2 separate regions of the Mus musculus genome follow, and region 2 is linked to region 1. A link is a contact called in public Hi-C data. All regions are on one chromosome and are shown on one strand. The core of a region is the stretch at or near the end of the contact, and the rest is flanking DNA. Distances in the headings are between cores, read along the strand shown. Region 1 overlaps Man1c1 (mannosidase, alpha, class 1C, member 1). Region 2 overlaps Man1c1 (mannosidase, alpha, class 1C, member 1).

Region 1 (4,093 bases), core at 674-3,173:
GCTCCTCAGGAAACCAAGTTGGTTTGTGTGGGTCAAGGCAGTGGGAGCTGAAAGGGAGGGTTGAGGTCCTCTCTGTCTGGGGATGGTGGGCCCCTGCTGCAGCTATGTGGTGTTTGTGTGACATGTATATTGTTGGCATGTATGTGTATTTTTGTGTGTGCTTTTATACAGTGTATGTGTTGTTTTGCGCCTGTGTTTTTGTGTATGCATGTGTCTGTGTGGTGTGCGTTTGTATGTGGTGCGTAGGTGCAGTATGTCTGTATATATGTGTGTGGGTCTGTGTGGCTTATGTCTGTGTACTTGTGCATGTGTGCATGCATGGGTCTGTGTGATGTATGTCCATGTGTATGCTGTGGCATGTGTTTGTGTAGGACTGTGTGGTTTATATCTTTGTGTCTGGTGTGTGTGTATATGTGTGGTGTGTTTGTGCATATGTGTGGGTCTATATGGCATATGGCTGTGTGTATGTATATAAGTGTGCTGTGTGTTGTGTATATGTATGGATCTTTGTTGTGTATATCTGTGTGTGTGTTTGGAGCCCAGTGGATTACCCTGGGTAGATCTAAGCTGTAGGAGGAGTTGGGTCTCCTGAGAGGCTGAAGCCAGGTGTGGAGAGTCTGGGAAGCAGGCAGGAGCAGAGGCTGGGTGGCCTGAGCTGTGGCCCTAACTCTTTCCCCTTCATCTGTCATTTCTGAGGTTGCAAATGATATAACACACACACACACACACACACACACACACACACACACACACACACACACACACACAGAGCCTGAAAGTGCAGTTCCTGCTGACTGACCACATGGCTGAGCCTTTGACACTCTCCCAGAGCCTGGCTCTTCCACAGTAAGCTCAGCAGGCTCTGCGGGCCTGGTCAACTCTCCGTCCAGTCCCACTCTATCTGTGGCTAGGACTTGGGGGAAGCCCCACAGGTGTTTGACAAAGTTGCAAGGTGTGAAGCCACACACCCATCATCTCAGCACTTGGGGTGTGGAGGCAGGAGGACTCAAAGCCAGCCTGGGCTACCTGAAGACCTTATCTCAAAAAGTCTTTAAACAGTAGGGCTGTGGTGGTGCATGCCTTTGATCCCAGCATTCAAGAGGCAGAGGCAGAGGCAGGAAGGCAGATCTTTGAGTTCAAGGCCAGCCTAATCTAAAGATGGAGTTCCAGAATAGCCTGGGCTAATTCTTTAAATTGAAAACGCCCAGGACTGATTCAAGGAAGTTAAAATATAGTGGTAAGTGATTTTTAGATCACTGCCTAGTTTGTCCCCACCTAAAATTTTATCTCAATCAAAGCTGGAGGTGGGAACCAGATCAAAGGGGTGGGGGGAGCTCCCCGGGCCCTTTCCTGCAGTCACTTCTGAATGATGGCCTTAAGTGGGACATTCCTGCAAGTCTGGATAATGGAGGAGGGTGCAGGGCTGCTGAGAGAGATGGATGCTAAGGCGGCTGGGAAGAGTTGGGCACACATGTAGGTAGGTAGGTGCTGGCATGTCCAGGCTGGTGAATCCAGAGCTGGTGCCCGACCCCGGCTCTCAGCCGGAGCCTGCTAGGATTCAGGAAGCCCGAATGGGAACCCACGGGAGGAGAAGCCACAGGGCCAGTACTTACGCTGCACCCAGTTTCCACTCGTGGGGCTGAGGAAGTTGGGGTAGAGACCGAAGGGTTTGTCAATCTCCCTGAGGACCTTGCGGATATGTTTGACCTGTGAGAGACACCAGGCGCAGTCACTTTCCTGAAGAAGTCATCGATTCTCCACCCACGAGGATAACACACATAGTTTTCAGATGCATATGGGGGTTAAAGCTTTCTGGTTGTGGGGGAGACAGTGAAAAGAGCCCCAGGTTCTGTGCCTGCACACAGAGCATGGTGGGATGGAGCCAAGTGCAGCCTGACTCACCATCCCTTTGCTGACTGCTCTGCCTGCAACAGCCCTATCCTGGGCTGGCTACCTGCCAGTACCTCCCCTGCAGACCACTCTGGGGGAGGAGTTTCAGATGAGTGGCGGTAGCTATCTTGTTAGCTACATTTCCTTCTTTTAAAGACAGGGTCTCATGTAGCTCAAGTTGACCTTGACCTCTTAATCTTCCGCCTCCACCCTGAGTGTTGGGGTCATAGACGTGTATGACCACGTCCTACTTATGACTGCTCTGGATCAAACCCAGGGCTTCGCGTATGCTAGGCAAACACCACTGATGGAGCCCCAGCCCAGCCCATGTAAGTTAGCAGAGAGCTGGGGCACGAACCAGGTCGTTCCGAGTCCTTGGACTCTCTGTATTCCTTGTCCTGCATGGAACAGCCCTTGAGTCCAATACAGACGCAGAGAGCTAGGCAAGCACACGGCAGAGGCTGGGCTTGCAGCCTCCAGGATTGCACGTGGCCGGAGGTGCAATGGAGAACTTTTCCCTGATGTCCACTAGAACTGGACTCTCTGGGAGAGCCACACTGCCCCCCGCCCACCCCACAGATAAACTGGCACAAAGGGGCAGCTGAGAGGTTGAGCCCTCAGCGTCATCGTCAGTCTTCCTTTACCTCAGAGGCGCTTGGCTTTGCCTCATTGGACCTCGGGTCCCTTTAAGGCAGCATAGACCAGGAGAGGGACAGGAAGATTCTCTGTGCCAATCGTCTTATGCTCCCCTGTCCTGGTGGGACCCAGGGAAGCAGGCTATATTAGCTCTCCAGGAGGGGGCAGGGTGCTGTAAAACTTTGACTGCTAATAATCGCCTCTGCGGGAGGCGTGACTAGGGGGGGACGAAAATAGCTGAAGTATGCAAATGGAGAGCGATGGAGGGACTGGGAGTCTGGAGCTGCAGCCTGTAGCCAGCTGTGGGCCAGGGAAGAGAGAGGCTGAAGAGTTCCCGGCCCGGTTCTCAGTTTTATCACTCACAAGCTGGCTGCCCCGGGGCAGGTGATTCAGCCTCTCTGGATCTCATTCCACCCTCAGTTAGATTGGGTTGGCAGAAAACACCCCTCCCCCCACCACTGCCATCCCCCTCCCCCACCGCTGCCACCCCCCTTCCCTCGCTGGGGCTTAAGATAAAACCTGCCCAGCACATGGTACGGGCCAGTGTGCACTCTTGGGGAACCTTTTCCTGAGCTGGCCAGGGCGTCCCAGGGAAGTCCATCTGGCGGGTAGTGTGAACAGAAAGCCAGAGCTGGCTTAGGGTCAGAGAGCATGGCATTGGGCAGTGTGGTTAGACTCATCTGAGTGGCCATACCCTGGATAGGTAAGGGTAGGGGCAAGAGGCAGGTCAGAGGCACCAATCAAGGGGGCAGGAAGCTTGTCCTGATGTCTCTGTCCTGATGGATTCCCACACAGAGGACACAGTGGCCCCAAATCTAGTATTAAGGAACACTGGGCATCATATGAATGTGCAGACTCCAGGGCCTGGGGCAAGCAAAGGCTTCCTTCCAGCTGCTTGGCGTGGTGGTGGATATGCTCGGAGAACAGCTGGTGGCCCAAGACAGTGTGTGGCCATTTCAGAGGGACAGTGGGACCCCAAAGGTTGTTCTTAGAGGGGTCTGGAAGGGGCTTATGTGTACACTGACTTCTTTTGGATTCAGGATTAAATCTGAATCCAGATGTTCGCTTGTGGATTGCCCAGGACTGTAGCCCCTTCTGGAGAGCATCCCAGGGACAGGTACGGGCAATCATCAGGACGCACTTCCCAGCACCCATGTAGCCTTGGGCAGCCAAGAACAGTGTCGAGGAAGCCGCTCTGCCAGCCTGCTGCCAGCTCGAGCCAGACAGCACCTGGGAGGAAAAGGCGGGGAGATCTCACATTGAGAAAAGCTAAATGTCCCTGGAAAGGGACTCGCACACCACCGCCTGTTCCTGCCAGGATGCGGAGCCTGGCTCTCAGTCACAGTCTCCAGATTTCACAGGCTCACAGATCTGCCACCAGCCCGTGCACCAGCACAAGCCTCGCTGGCAGAGTTCTGGTGGCTTCTGTTTCCCTCCCTGCCACCTGGTGTTGGGCACAGTTGGTTCTCCCACTAGTTACTGCTTCAAGAGTGGTGGCTGGGGTCTGCAAACCTCAACTGCAGACACTTGCCCTCTATCCCTTGGAGTGTGTGTGTGGGGGGGAGAA
Region 2 (4,093 bases), core at 819-3,318, 92 kb after region 1:
CAGATCCTCTAGAACTGGAGTTACAAATAGTTGTGAGCTGCCGTGTGGGTACTAGGAATCAAACCAGTGTTCTCAGTAGCTGAGCCATCGATCCAACCCCCATAATTATATTTTAATTTTAAAAAATTCCCACCCTCTCCCGTCAGCTCTGGGTCCCATTAGTCCCTGGCTGCACTAGCCAGGCAGGCCAGTCTCACCTCCAGAGTTGGGTACCAGCCTCCCTTCCAGCCCTGTCAGAGTGGGGTACCAGGCTCATTCCCAGCCCTGTCAGAATGAGGTATCATTGAACATTTTCGAGATCTGAGGTCAGGGTGGGGACAGAGCCAGGGTGCAGGGACCACGAGCTAGAGTGACTCTGGCAGGCCCTGAGAGGCAGCCCTGGAGACAAGCAGTCTGACACAGAAGAATCACGACTTTGAAAGCTGCCCCGGGTGCCCCGGACGCTGGCTCAGCAAGAAGAGCTGTTCCTGCCTTTCCCCACTGCCCCCTCCCACCTCCATCCTCATCTTCTGTCCCTTCCACATCCCGGCTGGTACCAGTGAACTTAAATTAGGGAACAGCCAGGGCAAGCGGGTGACAGACACACTGTCCAAGTCTTTCAGTCAGGTGGTAGGGATGAGGATGCCCAGGGTCCACAGCCCCCTGCTCCTCCCAACCTTTCCCTGCTCGGGCTCAGACCTGCTGGGAAGGAAGAGTCGGCAGCCCATTCTTCTGCTTCTCCTGCTGGCCTGGCCTGAAGAGACACAGGCTGCAGATAACCTGGCAATCTCTTGGCTTCTCACGGAGCTGAACAGGCTGTGGAGCAGCCTCGGTGAGTGAGAGGTGCTATGGAGTGGAGAGGTGTGGATTGTGCCTGGGGAGGCCACAGGGACATACAAATCAGGGCCCAGAGCCCATCTCACAAGGCAGTTGAGCCTGAGATATCTGGAACACAGAAAGCCCAGCCTGGAAAACACATGGTGTGGGACAGAAACCAGCAGACTCCAGACCCCGAAACCTCAGCGGTTACTACGGCATCTTAGACAGAGTACCTTCCCTGCCTCCCGCCCTCATCTGCAAAGAAGAGAAATTCTGAGATTATTGTGAAGACCAAAGGAAAGAATGAAAACCCGGTCCCTTGGGCAGCTGAGAGGAACCTCCAAGAAGAGATGGAATTGGGGATTAGGGGGAGTTTGGGTGAGCCGGAAGTTGTCTCTGTACACTGGCTTTCTGTTCCCATGAAGCCCGGGTCCTCCTCACTCTCCTGGGTCCTGAGTCCACAGCCTGGACACCTAGCCCTCACAGGCAGCATGCCCACTCTCTGTCCCCACCCTGGAGTGGCCACTTTCCAGCTGTGTTACTTTCCACCTCTAGGCCTCAGTTTCCAGCACAGGAAAGCCACCCCTGTCTCCTGAGTCACCATGAAGATGAAAACTTAGAGGAAGGACTCACCCTGTCACTAAGTCTCAGGCTGGCTAACTCAATGTGGTTTAGACCACCCAGGGTATGACCAGTAGTGCCTAAGACAGCTAGGGTCCAGTCTCATTTTTACAACTGCCAAGACCCCAGGAGGCAGTGTTACATACATAGATGCCCGGCTGTAACCCCGCCCCTGCCCAGATGAGAGGGCCCTGAAGCTGACAGCTGTCCAGCCTGCAGGGCAAGCTGTGCGGTCGGTCACCGACTTCTGCTCACTGCAATTTGCTTCAGCTTGGAGCTGGAGTCCCCAGACATCACCTCAGGGTGCCGGTTGCCTGTCTCATTACACTTATGGCGGAGAAAAGGATGAGGGAGCTGTGGTGACTGACAGAAGTCACCACTGACAAAGCCCGTGAGCCACGGGGCCCACGCTCCCGATCCCACCTTTCCCACCTGTCCAGGGCTCTGGATAATGCAATCTGGTTGCTGTGCGTCCATCAGACAGAAACCTCTCCCCACCCCCAAACCCAAGCCCCAAAGGACATGAACAGAGCTAAGGGACAACAGGCCACTATGTTCTCAGCACAGGAAACGGAGGCCTTGAGCCTTAAAGTGGCAGATGGGGAGGAAATTATCTCTTGGTAAAGAAGGAAAAGAACATAAATTGCTGCTTCAGATGAGTCACCAAAGCGCCTCAGGCTAAGAAAGGAAGGCGCCACCATGCCAGACTGCAGGCCTCCCGGGGCAGGGCCCGGACAGGTGACCTTTCCTTTCAACTATCTCTTCCTCTTAACTCCGTGACTCCCTGTGCCCAGCAAACTGAAGACAGACAGCAAGATGCCAGCACGGGCGTGCTGGAACTCGGGCCTTTTCAAGTTTACTTCTGAGAGCATTTTCAAATGAATCTCTGCAATTAAGCTCGGCCTACTGAGGGCACGGCACTCGGAGCACGCAACAGAGGGTGGAGACCACCGGAAGGAATCGCTCAGGCTGAGGCGTCCAGCGTCGCTAACGCAAAAGCTGACCACTTCACGTTGAAGCCAGGAGCACAGCTAACACTTCAAGGCATTACTAAGGGGGTAGCCTGAGGCAGGGGACCAAGGGACCTGCAGACAGATGACAGAATGGCATCTTTCAGGCAATGTAGCTCACAGGTAGAGTGCTTCCTTTATTAAAACGATATCTTCTAAAAAGACTTGACTTGGTCATTGTATCTATTATGTCCAATTATATATTATCTGTGTCAGGTGATGATACCATACCCCATACATTCTGGAAATAGTACGTGTCAATAAACATTCTTCCTAAAGCTGGCATGTGAAAGGCTTGCCACGCAAGCACGGAGGTCTGAGTTTCATTCCCAGAAGCCATGGAAAACACCAGCTGTGCTGGAGAGTGGAGACAGGTCTGTCCCCGAGACCCACCTGCTGACCAGCCTGACCTAACCGGTGGATCCCAAACCGACAGAGACGCTTCCTCAGGGGGAAAACTAAGTGTCCATCAAGCTGACCTGATGCCCACATACGTGTACACACACGTGTACCTGCACACAGACATACAAATGATTTCTTCTTTAAAGGCTTGTATTTATTTTTCTTTTATGCGCATGAGTGTTTTGTCTCCCCGTGTGTACTCGCTCCATACGCATGCAGAGGTCAGAAGAGTGTGTCGGATCCCCCGGGATAAGAGTTACGGACTTGTGAGTGGCCATGTAGTTCCTGAGAGTCAAACCTGGATCCTCCACGACAGAAGCACGTACTCTACACCACTGAGCCATCGCTCGAGTCCCACAAATACTTCCGTAAGGAAATAAGGAAGAGACACGATGACTCCGCTCCAACATCTGTCTCGGTGTCAGAACGCCACTTCTGTGGTCTCCAAAGAGGCAGCCGCTGCAGAGGATACCCCACTGACAGTTTGGACTCTGTCCCGTCTGCAGCCCCGGGGACACCACCCTACACTGTCACGCTCAAGGACAAGATTTCCCTTCCTCCTGAAATCAAACCATCACCCAAGAGAAACAGAGGTTCGGAGGCAAAGTCACATTTCTTCATACTTTCCCCCCATTAACCCGAGAATGCGTCCCCCGGGAAAACTGGCATTTTCTGCAGAGTTTAAAGAAAAATTAAGATTCCTTCCAATAGACTTGGAAGTTATTCCTCCTGATTGGAGGCTGAGAAGGCAGCAGGCGAGAGACCAGAGCAGAGCCACACAGGAAAGAGGCTGTCTTCTAAGCAGCTGCGCTAGCCCATACACACCATCGATCACCTCCTATCCCCAGGGCCCAAGCAAAGAACCAGACAACAGGATTCCATCTGTATTTGTCAACTCTGCTTGCTCCCTGGAAGCCGAGAAAAGAGATTAAACCACAAGTGTCCGAGGCTCCCTGTGACTAAACCAGTCATTCGGAGTCACGAAAGCGCCCGAGGTTAGCAACCACAGAGGTGGGCAAGGAAGGAAACCATTGGCCACAGCCCGCCCAGGCCTTTGAGAACAGTGGTTGACATCAGGTTTCCAACCTAAGTTCTACGGGCGGAAGCCCGGATGGAAGCCCGGACGGAAGCCCAGGCAGAACCCCAGACGGAACCCCTAACCCTAACCCCAGACAGAACCCTGTCCCAGATGGGACTTACATGAGACAGAGAGTTGGACAGTGAAGGGTGGTACCCAGAACTAGAGTCACCCAGTTCCTTCG

The links. A called contact is a pair of places that touch in the nucleus more often than the background predicts.
Region 2: a contact with region 1 is called in a Hi-C map of the N1E-115 cell line, with 2.5 times the contacts expected there. The contact joins two enhancer-like sites. A contact is called at or near these places in 9 of 484 Hi-C or Micro-C datasets (the AML12 cell line, the HPC-7 cell line, the N1E-115 cell line and 5 more), 8 of 115 datasets of contacts at active chromatin or transcription factors (the HPC-7 cell line, bone marrow-derived macrophages, embryonic basal ganglia and 5 more) and 1 of 9 other capture datasets (embryonic stem cells).

What each region holds. Positions count from the first base shown.
Region 1 is chr4:134,576,673-134,580,765 of GRCm38.p6, forward strand. Man1c1 (mannosidase, alpha, class 1C, member 1) reads right to left here. Exons shown (of 12, transcript NM_207237.3): 7 at 1,614-1,707. Among named protein-coding and RNA genes, the nearest start is that of Mir6403, 11 kb to the left of the region's middle. Within about 2 kb of position 1,924, at least 43 of the 459 cell types and tissues checked have an H3K27ac peak or open chromatin away from gene starts, as enhancers often do. A contact at or near this core is called in the N1E-115 cell line, where this site is marked.
Region 2 is chr4:134,668,088-134,672,180 of GRCm38.p6, forward strand. The region is part of intron 1 of Man1c1 (mannosidase, alpha, class 1C, member 1); the gene reads right to left. Among named protein-coding and RNA genes, the nearest start is that of Man1c1, 34 kb to the right of the region's middle. Within about 2 kb of position 2,069, at least 26 of the 459 cell types and tissues checked have an H3K27ac peak or open chromatin away from gene starts, as enhancers often do. A contact at or near this core is called in the N1E-115 cell line, where this site is marked.